Regions from separate parts of the Mus musculus genome. Here regions 1 and 3 are each linked to region 2. The links are chromatin contacts, called in public Hi-C maps. All regions are on one chromosome and are shown on one strand. The core of a region is the stretch at or near the end of the contact, and the rest is flanking DNA. Distances in the headings are between cores, read along the strand shown.

Region 1 (3,732 bases), core at 495-2,994, 380 kb after region 2:
GGAGCAGTGTGAACACAGCCGAGCTCCCCAGACCCTTCAGACACCACCATGGAAAGCTTCAATCTGCTCTCATTCCACCTACCTTGTCCTGGGTTTGGCATCGGATGCAGTCACACTCAAAGCAGTACTGGTCCCTCAGCTGCTTCCGGCGTTCCTCGCTGGTCATCAGCATGTCCAGGTAGCAGATGGTGAGCTGTGGGAACCGAAGGAAAGGCTTGCATGACTGGTACACTCATTTGCTTCTACTGCTATCATCACTGCTAATGCTTAGAGTAAGACATCAATGGGAGGAAGAGAAAGGAGCCACCTACAGCCTCCTCCCCTGGCGACTGTAATGTGTCTTATTCTAGTCTGGCTCACTGTCAACATACAGACATTACATGCTTAATTTAAAGAATCACGTTTATAACCTGGACACAATTTTGTACTTTATCTTTGTCTTTTGTTTTTCTTCCATCAAACAGAAAAACCTCAGGAGTTATTTCATATTTACTGTCACTAAGGTTTGACCATAAATTCTATGACCCTTGATGACCAGAGAGGCCAGTTTCACTCTGTTCTGGGTCCCTGGTCTTCAGGTAACACCATGGGCATAAACATGTTTCCCCAACACACAAGAATCAAGTTCACAGTTATCAGAACTCTTCTCCCCTTCCTACTCACCTGCAGAGCCTCCCTAGTTAGGAGAGGAGGCAGTAGCTCTATTCATGTTGTCTAGACTGAACCCTTTGTGTCTCCCTGGACTCTAACATCCAAAACCATCAGGAAGTTCTGTTGTATCCACATTAACAATTCATCCAGAAGTGACCACTTTTAATCTTTCCCACTGTTACATCCCAACCTGGCCAACCACCATCTCAGGATGGTCTCCCCACCCCACCCTTGGCCCTTCTCTCCTAGAAGGAATCTCTGCATTCTACAATCTAGCCTTCACCACAATTGAAGTCAGACAGGCTTTCTTCAGTTTGAAATACTGCAATAGCGCCCCCTTTTGTCTGAGGAAAGCCAAGGTCTTACAGAGCAACCCGAGTGTGGCCTCTGGACTGCATAGGCTCAATGCTGAATTGGAGGAAGGAAATACAAAGTCCTCATTTAGAAACTTGTTTACTATTTGGTAAGAATGTGTGTGTGTGTGTGTGTGTGTGTGTGTGTGTGTGTGTGTGTGTGTGTGTTTCTAATGATAAAACGTTTTGTTATGGTTACTGTTTTTAAATATTCATTTTTCAAATTTGTCAAAAATATTAAGTCTGATGACCCAAGTAAAATATGGGTCTTTCATCACTGGGGACAGAGAAGCAAGAGCTTCATATAAGCTGCACCCACTCCTTTGAACGCATGGCCCTCCCTGTACGTTCCCTTCCCCCTTTTCCATGGCTCTTGCTGCTCTGGCTAGTCTGGCCTCTTTGTTGTCCCTTCATATTTTCCCTTCAGGCCTGAGTTCTCCCAGATCCACCAAGGTGGCCTCTCTGGTCCTCTTCCATTTCAATCAAATCCCATTTTCTCTAGGAGGCCTAACCTGCAGCCTATTTAAAATAACAACTGGCTCCTGCCACACCCAGCGCTCCTCCCCTCCCCCTTGTCTTCCTTTGCTTTACTCTGGTAATGGATACCAGCTTGTACTATACAGTATACATGACTTATTTATCTGTTTTCAAATGCAGAACATAATTATGGGTGTGGGGGAGTTGGGGATATTGCAGGGAGGAGGGGGCAGGGTTATCTGTTGAAAGACTTGACAAAATGCCCCAGAGCAAACACTCCATGTGGTTTTTCTTAACTGAAAACAAAGCACCCCGTGTCTACTAAACATGATTATACTTGTTTGAAGTCAAGGTAGGGCAGAGAAGGCCTCTGACAGAAAATGACTTTAAGGTGGCCTCCTTGAGGAGGAGGAAGTCTGGCCAGCCACATGGGTCAGACTCACTGTCACCAGGGTGACAGAAGACAGAACCTGAGCTGACTCCCTGGCTCATCACAGAGGCTCATGTTAGAAAGCTGTGGGTGCCTTCTTCCACAGAAGAACTAATGTCTGCCCCAAGAGTATAGATCTGGTCTTGCAGGAACACCTCTGGTGAGTGCTGCACTCCTGAAGTAACTGCAACAGAAAAAAACCTAAAAGGAGCTGGGATCTGCATTTGACCCGATTCAAGCCTGACTCTTTCACCTGGACTGCAGCAGGTACCCTTCTTGGGGTGGCAGTGGAGCCTACGAACAGAAGGAGCCTCTACAGCCCCACCGTGGAATATATACAGCACAAGCTACACAGAGCAGTGGTGGTGGCTGGCTCTTTTGGCTAAGACAATGGTCATCTTTTCATTTCCTCCATCTCTCTCTTGCATTTGAAGGCAGGGCAGAGGAGAAAGGGCTACAGTACAAGGCCAGTTCCCATGCCTTTTGGAGAACACCAGGTTCCACAGACCAAGCAACTAGTCTCAAAGCGTATATTCGAGAACATCTTTATCAGTAAGTTTGGGGCTGTACACTCATCCTGTATCCTCAGACTCTCTGGTCCTGGACAGATCCCCACACAGGTGAGGGGGCAGCTGGTGACTATGCTCCCTGTAGAATTCATTCTAAGACCCCGTTTCTCAGCCCAGCCTAAAGACCAGAAGTCACTAGTCATCGCTGTCAGGTCAAGCAGAAGCTCTTGGGTAATTCCAAGCTACTGTGAAGCCACCAACTCAACAGTGTCTGGCTCTAAAACTGCATTATAAGGACTACAACTCATGTGTGACTGCCGGGCAGGAGACTAGTTATTTTGTCTCACCCCAATAAATAGGGTCTCACAGTCTTTCTGGGTAGCCTGTAATGCCTGAAGCCTTTACCCAAGCAATGGCTTTCTAACTTGCCTCCTAGGGGCTTTTTCTACCTTTTTACCTTCTAAACTGATGAGAGAGGGGGAGGGGGAAAATGAGGGAGAGGGGAAGGGGGAGGGGGAGGAGGAGGGAGAACACGCTCCCTAACACCCATAGCTGGTTGAGTCATTCCTCTATGTGAAGACTTCAGGCAGCTTCTTCCTGCCTATGGATGGAGCCCCACAAGTCTTTTCTCCTAGACTGATTGTAGGTCTACTTCCTCGTCTCAGATGTCTTTTCCTGTGCCTCATAGAGTCTTGACTATACAGCTGTCTACGCCCCCTCCCTCTGGGATAGGGACTCCTTATCTTTTCTGTGCCTCTTTCATGCCACTGAAGTTTGCAAACTATACTGTACCAAAGCTGAGGGGCTCAGCAGCAAGAACATTCCGGAAGCACGCAGCTAGCTTGAAATGGCAGCTCAATCATTTTATCAAGCAAAGATAAAAACCTTTATTAAAGGCTCATAGATTTGAAAGTTTAAATGGAGTCACTGCTCACTACATGCGGGGCGGGCACACACACAAACCACGGCCATTGATCAACTGGTGCTTTAATGGCACAGAACAAAATCGCATTAAAATATTAATGCTCTGACCATTGCTCTGCCATTTAAGTGTAACTCTTATGAAAAAAATGCATAAATCATTTCCAGCTTTAGAGCAATATTGCAGAGGTTTCAGGGACTTGGTTATGGTGCCTCTGTTCAAATCACATAGCGGAGAAAACTGTTTTCCCTGAAACCATCTTTCCCATCAACAACGGAGTGCAGAATAAAACCAAATCTTGTTTTCATTTTTGTAGTATATTGTCACAGTTACACATTTTTCCAATACTAGCTCAAAGTTTAAAAAAAAAATCACTTCATCTTAAAGTCA
Region 2 (3,617 bases), core at 358-2,857:
TGTGCATGCACCTCTTTGCTTTGATTTCATTTTTTTTTTTTGCTGTAGTCAAAACTTGCTAAATCTTTAACTATAAAATGGACACACCTGTTGATTTATTCTTGCCCAATTTCTGTGATTCTGTTAGTGATAAGCCTTCTAGAAATTTAAACAGCTCAGTTTTCAATTCTTTTGTCAAGAAGACTGTTTAAGGTAATAAAGCTTACTCCACTAGGTTCATGGACATGACCTTCCAAAGTGAAGAAATTGCTGTCCACTGGGGAAAGGTTACTACAAGTGGGAGTATCTTTGTCTGTTCTGAAAATCGTAGCTTTTGGCACGGGTTTCTTTCTGAGATGGCCTGGTTGATTCCAGGCCTTGGATGTAGGAACTGAGACCTATTTGTATGATTACCCCACATATATGGAAACAGCACAGCCTCTACAATTGCTTTCTGTTGAGGATACGGTCATGGTTTGTAGGTTGGCATGGGAGTGAGATGATAGGTTTAGTTGAGATATTGTTGCTCTCTTAGAAAAGATTATTAAAGAAATAACTGTTTGGGGTCAACTCCAGCAAGACTGAGTTTCAAATGCAGTGTAGTCTTTTAACTGAGGCGCGGATGAATAGCTTTTCAAGTGTGTATGAAAGGCAAGAATCCCTAAAGATCAGCTGTTTTAAATAGCACACTCCAGGGACCCAAGGCTTATAACAAAAGGGTAGATATGGCAGAGATGAACCCCCAGGTCCAGCTCTGAGAATCAAGTGTGCTGGCTGGGCTCCCTGAGGTGTTGGGGAATGCCAATCTTGTTGGCTCTGGTTGGTTAGCTAGGGGAGTCTAGTTAGATATGGCCACAATGTCAGTTGGTGTTGACTCTGACCCACATACAAGTGGAAAACACAGCTGAGCTTGGGAAAAACCATAGTATACAAAATACGACAAAAAAAGTTACGTCTTCAATGAACAGGGGCGAAATCTGAGCAGAACTCTCTAACGAAAAATCCGGGACACTAGATGGAATATTACAGCCATGATGGAAAAAGCAGAGTATTTAAAAATACAACAAGATTAGACACATTTCTAGTCCTGGCTTACCACACAGAAAACCTCTTTGATAATTTTATGTGGACAGGAGAATTTGACATATTAGATAAATTTGAATAAATCTGAAAAAGAAAAAAATTAACTTTGGAATTTTGTTTTACAAGTCATGAGGTCCAGGATTTAAAAAAAAATGTTTAAAAACTGTATTTTAGTGTTCTCTATGAGAATTTGTAATTACGGAAGTAGAGAGAGTATTTGGGCATTACTCAAGTTCCAAAGCGTTCTCAATGTTACTTTTCTCAGAGAAGGGGAGGGCGATGACACATATAAGCATATTTAGTTAATAAGCTAGGCCTGTTAGATGGACCAGTTTAGAAAGCATCGGAGGCCAAAGGTCGTGGGTTCAGTAACAAGATTAAGATCTGCTTGATTAGGGTCAGCGGCCGGGAGCTTCACAGCAGACAACGCTGTGACTGTGACATGCTGTCCCTGACTTGTAGGAATGGTGTGACAGATACAGCAAGTGACCCTAAACTCAGAGGGGAAGAGACTGATCCCCAAACTGTCAGAGAGTGCCATGAGCTCAGCCCTCCAGCTGGCCATTTTGTGTGTAGGTTTGTGGGGGGAAGGGTTAGCAGATTGGTTTTGAGTCTTAAGCCATTTTTGAGAATAAAGATATCTGAGGGTCCCTCTAGCCAAATATTCCTTCTGGCGTACCTCTGATTTGAACCATTAGGATGTGGCGAGGTTAACTGACTGTAATGAGGTCCTGCAGCTGGAACTTTGTGTACAACTGAACCCTGGCTTTTAAAGCTCACCCATAGACAATGTTCGCTTTTCTCTGTGTATGCCAGAGATCTTCAATTAGTTTTGAGCTCTGCTCTCTTATGACAGATTTCTTGACAGGTGTCAATAGACATATAAAACTTGGTCTAGTATATAAGAGCTTTTCTGGCTCTTTTTTTTTTTTGATTGTGCAGAATTTTCCATTTCTTCAGTTGGTAAACAGAAAATATGAGATGAAGTCAAAACCGGAACCACGTAGGGCAGTGCATCATGGGTCAGTCAGCTGACCACACGTCAGTCCTTGTTCACCCGAGTGGTTTCAGTGCTAGTGGGTAATGTTATTGCTGTTGTCTCTTCACAGGCGTGTTCATAAGGTTTCACATAAAGGCCACTGAAAGGCTGAGTAAGGATAAACTTAAGGATGTCATTATATTTTTAAATGTTCTCGCTTTGTGTTTCATTATGGCTTAGACCACAGGGCACACTCAGCCATGTTCTGTCATTTCATTCCAGATATACCAGCTCCCCTCACTGGGGAAACTGGGCTAGATTAGGAAACTGATTTATTCAAAGCTTCCAATTTTGTTCCAACTGAGCCAGCCCCACAATAGTTCTTCTTAGTCCGTACAGCATTAACTGAGGGTCCAGTGCCTGCCACACCCTTTTCCAGACACTGGGATGACAATACCAATTCCATTCGGTCCAGCCTGCCTCTGGCTTGTTTCTGGCTATGATTTATGCTGTTGTGGTTTCTGTATCTAGTCTCCAGCAACTGCATGCCTCATCCCTGCATCTTCTATGAGCTCTTCTCTCCTTTCTACCATTTTGAAGAGCGCTCATATACTCATGCATGCATGCATGCCTGACATTGTTTCCTCACTTGTGCAGACTGCAAAGTTGTTTTTGAATTGAGCTTGCTGACCATTTTTCAGGCTACGGTGGGTTACTTACAACTGAGTATTGTCTATCCTAAAAAACTGTTTAGCTCTCTCTCTCTCTCTCTCTCTCTCTCTCTCTCTCTCTCTTTCTCTCTCTCTCTCTCTCTGACACTGTGTGTGTGCACGCGTGTGTGCGAGTGTGTATGTGTGCATGCGTGCGTGCCTGTTGAAGTTCAAGGAAATGTAAGGAAGTAGGCTGCTCTTCAGTTCCAGCTCATGATGCACCGTTGCTCTCTTGCAACAAGCATTGCTCAGATATAGACAAAGAGCAGTGACAGACTCTGGAAGTCTTAGAGATACATCCTGATGACCTCTACAGACAAGAAAACATGGCCGATTAAACATAAATGGAAAAGGCCATGATCTGTATTAGAATTAAATGCTACTGCAGTTCCAGCTAATCTAATGTGTAGTCTCTTAATGTCGTTATATGTACCCTCGGCAGCATCACTAACAAACACAGCCATTTTGCAAGAGTTACATAGGGCCAGTATTCAGACATTTAGATCTGTCCAGCCTTTGTCTTCCAAGCCTAGGGTTATTTTTTAGGCAGGAGAACAACAGCTCAGTTTGTGAAATGGGTCTCTGGTTTTCTGTGCTTGTGAGTCTTCTAGTACTACACGGCTCTGAGTTAAACTAAAAAGCATGTTTTCTGGAAGGAAAACTGAGGCAGGGCAGTGAGAATGGCCTCTGACCTGATTTCTCCTCTCCTGGCTTCTGAGTTCTTATGGTCCTTGATCCCATTTTCTGAGACTTCCTGCTCTAGCTGTGGCTGCAGCCAGCCAGCACCAAGCTGACAGAGGGACACACTCTCCCTGCTTCATTTTCCACCCCTTATGCAAATTTTTATTGTTTGTCTCTTGCTCAGA
Region 3 (3,748 bases), core at 394-2,893, 360 kb after region 2:
AAGTCACTTCAAGTTCTCTTGCCCAAAGTTCCCCAGCCTCTTCTCCCTGGATGGATTAAGGTCACACACACCCCTGCTACAAAGATGGTAAACTGATACCCCAGAGTTGGTTTCTTGAATGTAAAAACAGATGATTCTACAAAAATCTTACAACCACAAAAAAAAAAAAAAAAAAAAAAAAAGATGCCAGTCAACACAGCTGGATTCAACTAGCCAGAGGCTTCCTCTGGTTTCAAAGTAGACACGGTGCCTTTCAGGGGCCAGTAGTCACCAGGAATGAGAGAGCCAAGTTTCCTCAATAGGGTAGGGTCCTGGCACAGGTGGCTGGACACATCCTTGGGAAGTGGCTGCTGGCAACATCCGATGAAGCATTAGAGGTACCAATCCGGGTTTACCTTGCAACAGGAAGCCACAGACAACTCTACTTGCTAGGTTTGCAAGCGCTTGATGTTGGAACTCTTGTGCTAGCTTAATTTCAGATGGTTCTCATTAAAATGGAGAAAGAGAAGGGCGATCTGCCTTCCTGTGTTTCCTGTTATCCGATCCCCACGTAAACTCTAATTAGATTGATCAGAGAGGAGGAGGAGGATAGGATCGGAACGGAATTAAGGAACACTTATAAACTTCCCTAGTGAGGCAACAATTCCAGTGTGTTAAAAGGAAGAAGGGGTACTCTGTTACTTTATATTAAAAAGAAAGTAGCATACGGTTCAAATAGCATGCCTGTCCTCTGGAGAGGGGCAGGGAGCCCTGAAATAAAACCCAGGATGGGAACAGTCTAATCTTCAGTGTCTTTGACTGCAGTACTTTGGTTCATGGATAACATACTGGGACTAATAGATTAGCTCACAGGCTCATTCAAGAACCTTTATGATTAACAGGAAACATCAACTGGAACCAATTTCCACTTCCTTTGGCAAAAATACCTGAAAGCAGTCCAGGTTTAACTTAGGGGGAGAAAACGGTTCTTTCATAACATGGGAAAAAAGGCTGAAACCAGAGCATTCACCATTGTATGAACCCCACGGCAGCCAATGGGCACAGTGGGCACGAAGGGGTGTGGAGGGAAAGGCAAGAATGCTTGCTACTTAAGACAGAATCAAACTGCTGTGTGCCCCGATCAGGCATTAGGGAGCAAAGGTGTGTCTGCTTTTCACTCTGGCACAAACCGGCTTTGTAGAAACTACACAGTTTTACAAGGCAATGTCCGTGCAACCCATCTCAGGTTCAAGGTTAAATTTCCAGTGACGGAGAAGTTCCAGGAGGAAGGGGACGTTCACGTCACAGCGAAGCTCCTGCAACCACCAAAGCCATTTACACTGGCAACACCCGCATCTACAAAAGTTGGGGCTTTCTGAGAGCTGAGCCACACCAGTGGAGCCTGCTGACGATCCGTTTTTACAGGCAGCATTCTGCAGGGAACAGGCATGATGGACCAACATGCAGAGGCAGTTAAACATTCTGGGAGGATATTTAAGGGAGCACCTCTTTGCATCTTCCCCATGCTGCAGAGTCAAGCGCCTGAGAACGCACAGTGGGGATCATACAAAGCGTGAGGCTACTGGCTTGGCTCGCAAAGGCACATTCAAACGAATTCTTTTCACATTTGTGGAGAAACTATCCAACGGATGGCTTGTGCGGCTGTAAATGCATGTGACTCAGGCCGAGTTCTGCCAGTCTCCTTTTGTAAACACCACGAGGTGGGAGGTTTGAGACTCTGGGAAAAATGCAAAGATTTTTACAGGAAAACTGTCCTAATGCAGGCAGCCATGAAGATAAAGTACACCCCGCCCCCTGCGTGCCCCAAATTTCAGGACAGGTTTTATTTTAATGGAGACTGAAACCACAGCTCTCTGCTCCTTAATCTTTTTTATGTCCCTTACTGGGAGCAGCTGCTTTCACTCACCTCTACATACAGACAGGAAATTGCTTCAAACTACAACAGAACAGATTTAAGGGGCAACATCCTGATGGTGAAGGTTAGGATGGGCTAGATGCAGGCGTTCCAAAGACATTTCAAAATAGGATGAGGGCTGGCTGTGTGCTAGAGCCCTCGCCAGGCCATTGGCTTGATCCCCAGCACTGAATTGATCACTGGACAATTTTAGGTCGCAGGCTCGAGGCATTGTGTGGCAGAAACCACGAAAGCAGCATCAAGGAGTTGGGACTCAGCTCCCAGCTCTGCTGTTGGCCAGTCAGTTGCAAGACTCAGAGCTAGACCCAGTGCCTCGGTGAAAACTCGATTATGGTTACCATGGAGATGGAAACTAATCGTTCCAGTCCATTGGTCACATAGGTGTCTGCGGTGCCTGAGGACAGTTCTTAGACTCAGAGAGTAGAGACTTTGAGCATGTGTGGTCCTGCAAATTGCAAGCCCCTTCCTTCCTTCTTTCTTCCCCTTCTTCCTTCTATTTTAAGCTGAGTTTTCTCCAGCACCACCCCAGCCAGAACAGAGAGAGTATGTGGCACAGAACAAAGACTGTACTCAACATGGCACCGCCTGTTGCCAAGCCCAGACTTGGACCAAGGGTATTTAATTTGTGTGCTTCCCCTGACATCCATGATTGTAACGGTCAGTAGGGGTGATAGCCAAAACCCAGGCAGCTTATGGCATTTGTTTATCTCCTAAGACAAGCACATCAGATTACTTAACCTGTAATCCCCAAACAAGTGGTGAGTTTGGCTGGGGCCCACACTTGCAATTTCAGATAACCAGTCAGTCCTGTGACACAAGTGTAGAGACACTTTTAAAGAAGGTCAGCGCTGGGGTAACCAAAGAAAATTATGTCATTAGGGAATCAGAAGCCACGCCTTAATATCTGTTAGTGCAACTTCTGGTAGCACACTAATCTATCTTTCTCTCTTTTATTTTTCAGAGCTTGGATGCACAAATCCACAAGAACTTCCTTATGCTTAATGAGGCCACATCGGACTCCTCTGACCTCGTGCCAAATGAACAAAAAGCTCAAGAAGACTATGTCACAGTTTGAGGGGTACAACATCAAAACTTTGCTTAAAAGTAGAGGAGGTCTATCTTGTCTTTCAATAAGTATGCAGACACATACTTCCGGAGTCTGGTGCTCCTGAGGGGTGCAGGGGTCACTGCAGAAGGCCATCACTCCCAGGCTATGGGGTTGACAGGGCCACCCCTTTTTCACCTTGGGAAGAGAGGAGGCCAGCATATGGCATGGCTCTTCTTCATCCTACCTCATAGCCACAAGTGACCCTGCTCTGAACCACCAAGACTCGGATGCTCTTCTTAGCAACTGTGCATCCCAGGGAAGTGAAGTGCTGTCTGGCTGCATGGCCCGTCTTTCCCCTGGCGCCCCACCAACAGAAAGCACATGTCTGCATTTTATATTCCCGTAAACTCCAGCCTGGCCCCGGGCCAGAGACCTCTTTGTAATGTCAAAGATAAAAGCTCTGGCTGTGTTTGGCACCCTGCCCCCACCTCCATTTCCTTGTAACCGTCTTATAAACTGAGCATGCATGACTGTTAACAGAGCTTTCCAGACAGAGGTCTGACGGTACTCCAAAAAAACGTCCCCAGAGGGTGAGTGGAGGTGTCCCTATGGCCTCACAGCCCCCAACGAGAAAGGCTGGAGAGGGGCAAGGGATCGCACACAGGACCTGCTGGGAACTGTGGGGAGATCTAGAAATACAGACTCAAATGCATTCTCTGAACATTTTAGCTCCCCAAAGAGGGTGTTCACTGAGCCAGGGTCCTGGGCATATTTCACTGGAACCC

The links. Hi-C and Micro-C count contacts between places; a contact is called where the count stands out from the background.
Region 1: a contact with region 2 is called in a Hi-C map of the N1E-115 cell line, with 4 times the contacts expected there. The contact joins two enhancer-like sites. A contact is called at or near these places in 3 of 484 Hi-C or Micro-C datasets (the N1E-115 cell line, cardiomyocytes and nephron progenitors) and 1 of 9 other capture datasets (embryonic stem cells).
Region 3: a Hi-C map of the N1E-115 cell line shows a contact between it and region 2, with 3 times the contacts expected there. The contact joins two enhancer-like sites. A contact is called at or near these places in 7 of 484 Hi-C or Micro-C datasets (the G1E-ER4 cell line, the N1E-115 cell line and uterus), 1 of 115 datasets of contacts at active chromatin or transcription factors (cardiomyocytes) and 1 of 9 other capture datasets (embryonic stem cells).

Annotation. Positions count from the first base shown.
Region 1 is chr1:179,086,242-179,089,973 of GRCm38.p6, forward strand. Smyd3 (SET and MYND domain containing 3) reads right to left here. Exons shown (of 12, transcript NM_027188.4): 8 at 83-193. Among named protein-coding and RNA genes, the nearest start is that of Gm31349, 240 kb to the right of the region's middle. Within about 2 kb of position 1,745, at least 20 of the 459 cell types and tissues checked have an H3K27ac peak or open chromatin away from gene starts, as enhancers often do. A contact at or near this core is called in the N1E-115 cell line, where this site is marked.
Region 2 is chr1:178,702,279-178,705,895 of GRCm38.p6, forward strand. All of the region lies in intron 3 of Kif26b (kinesin family member 26B), which reads left to right. Among named protein-coding and RNA genes, the nearest start is that of Gm24405, 67 kb to the left of the region's middle. Within about 2 kb of position 1,608, at least 1 of the 459 cell types and tissues checked has an H3K27ac peak or open chromatin away from gene starts, as enhancers often do. A contact at or near this core is called in the N1E-115 cell line, where this site is marked.
Region 3 is chr1:179,058,563-179,062,310 of GRCm38.p6, forward strand. All of the region lies in intron 8 of Smyd3 (SET and MYND domain containing 3), which reads right to left. Among named protein-coding and RNA genes, the nearest start is that of Gm31349, 270 kb to the right of the region's middle. Within about 2 kb of position 1,644, at least 88 of the 459 cell types and tissues checked have an H3K27ac peak or open chromatin away from gene starts, as enhancers often do. A contact at or near this core is called in the N1E-115 cell line, where this site is marked.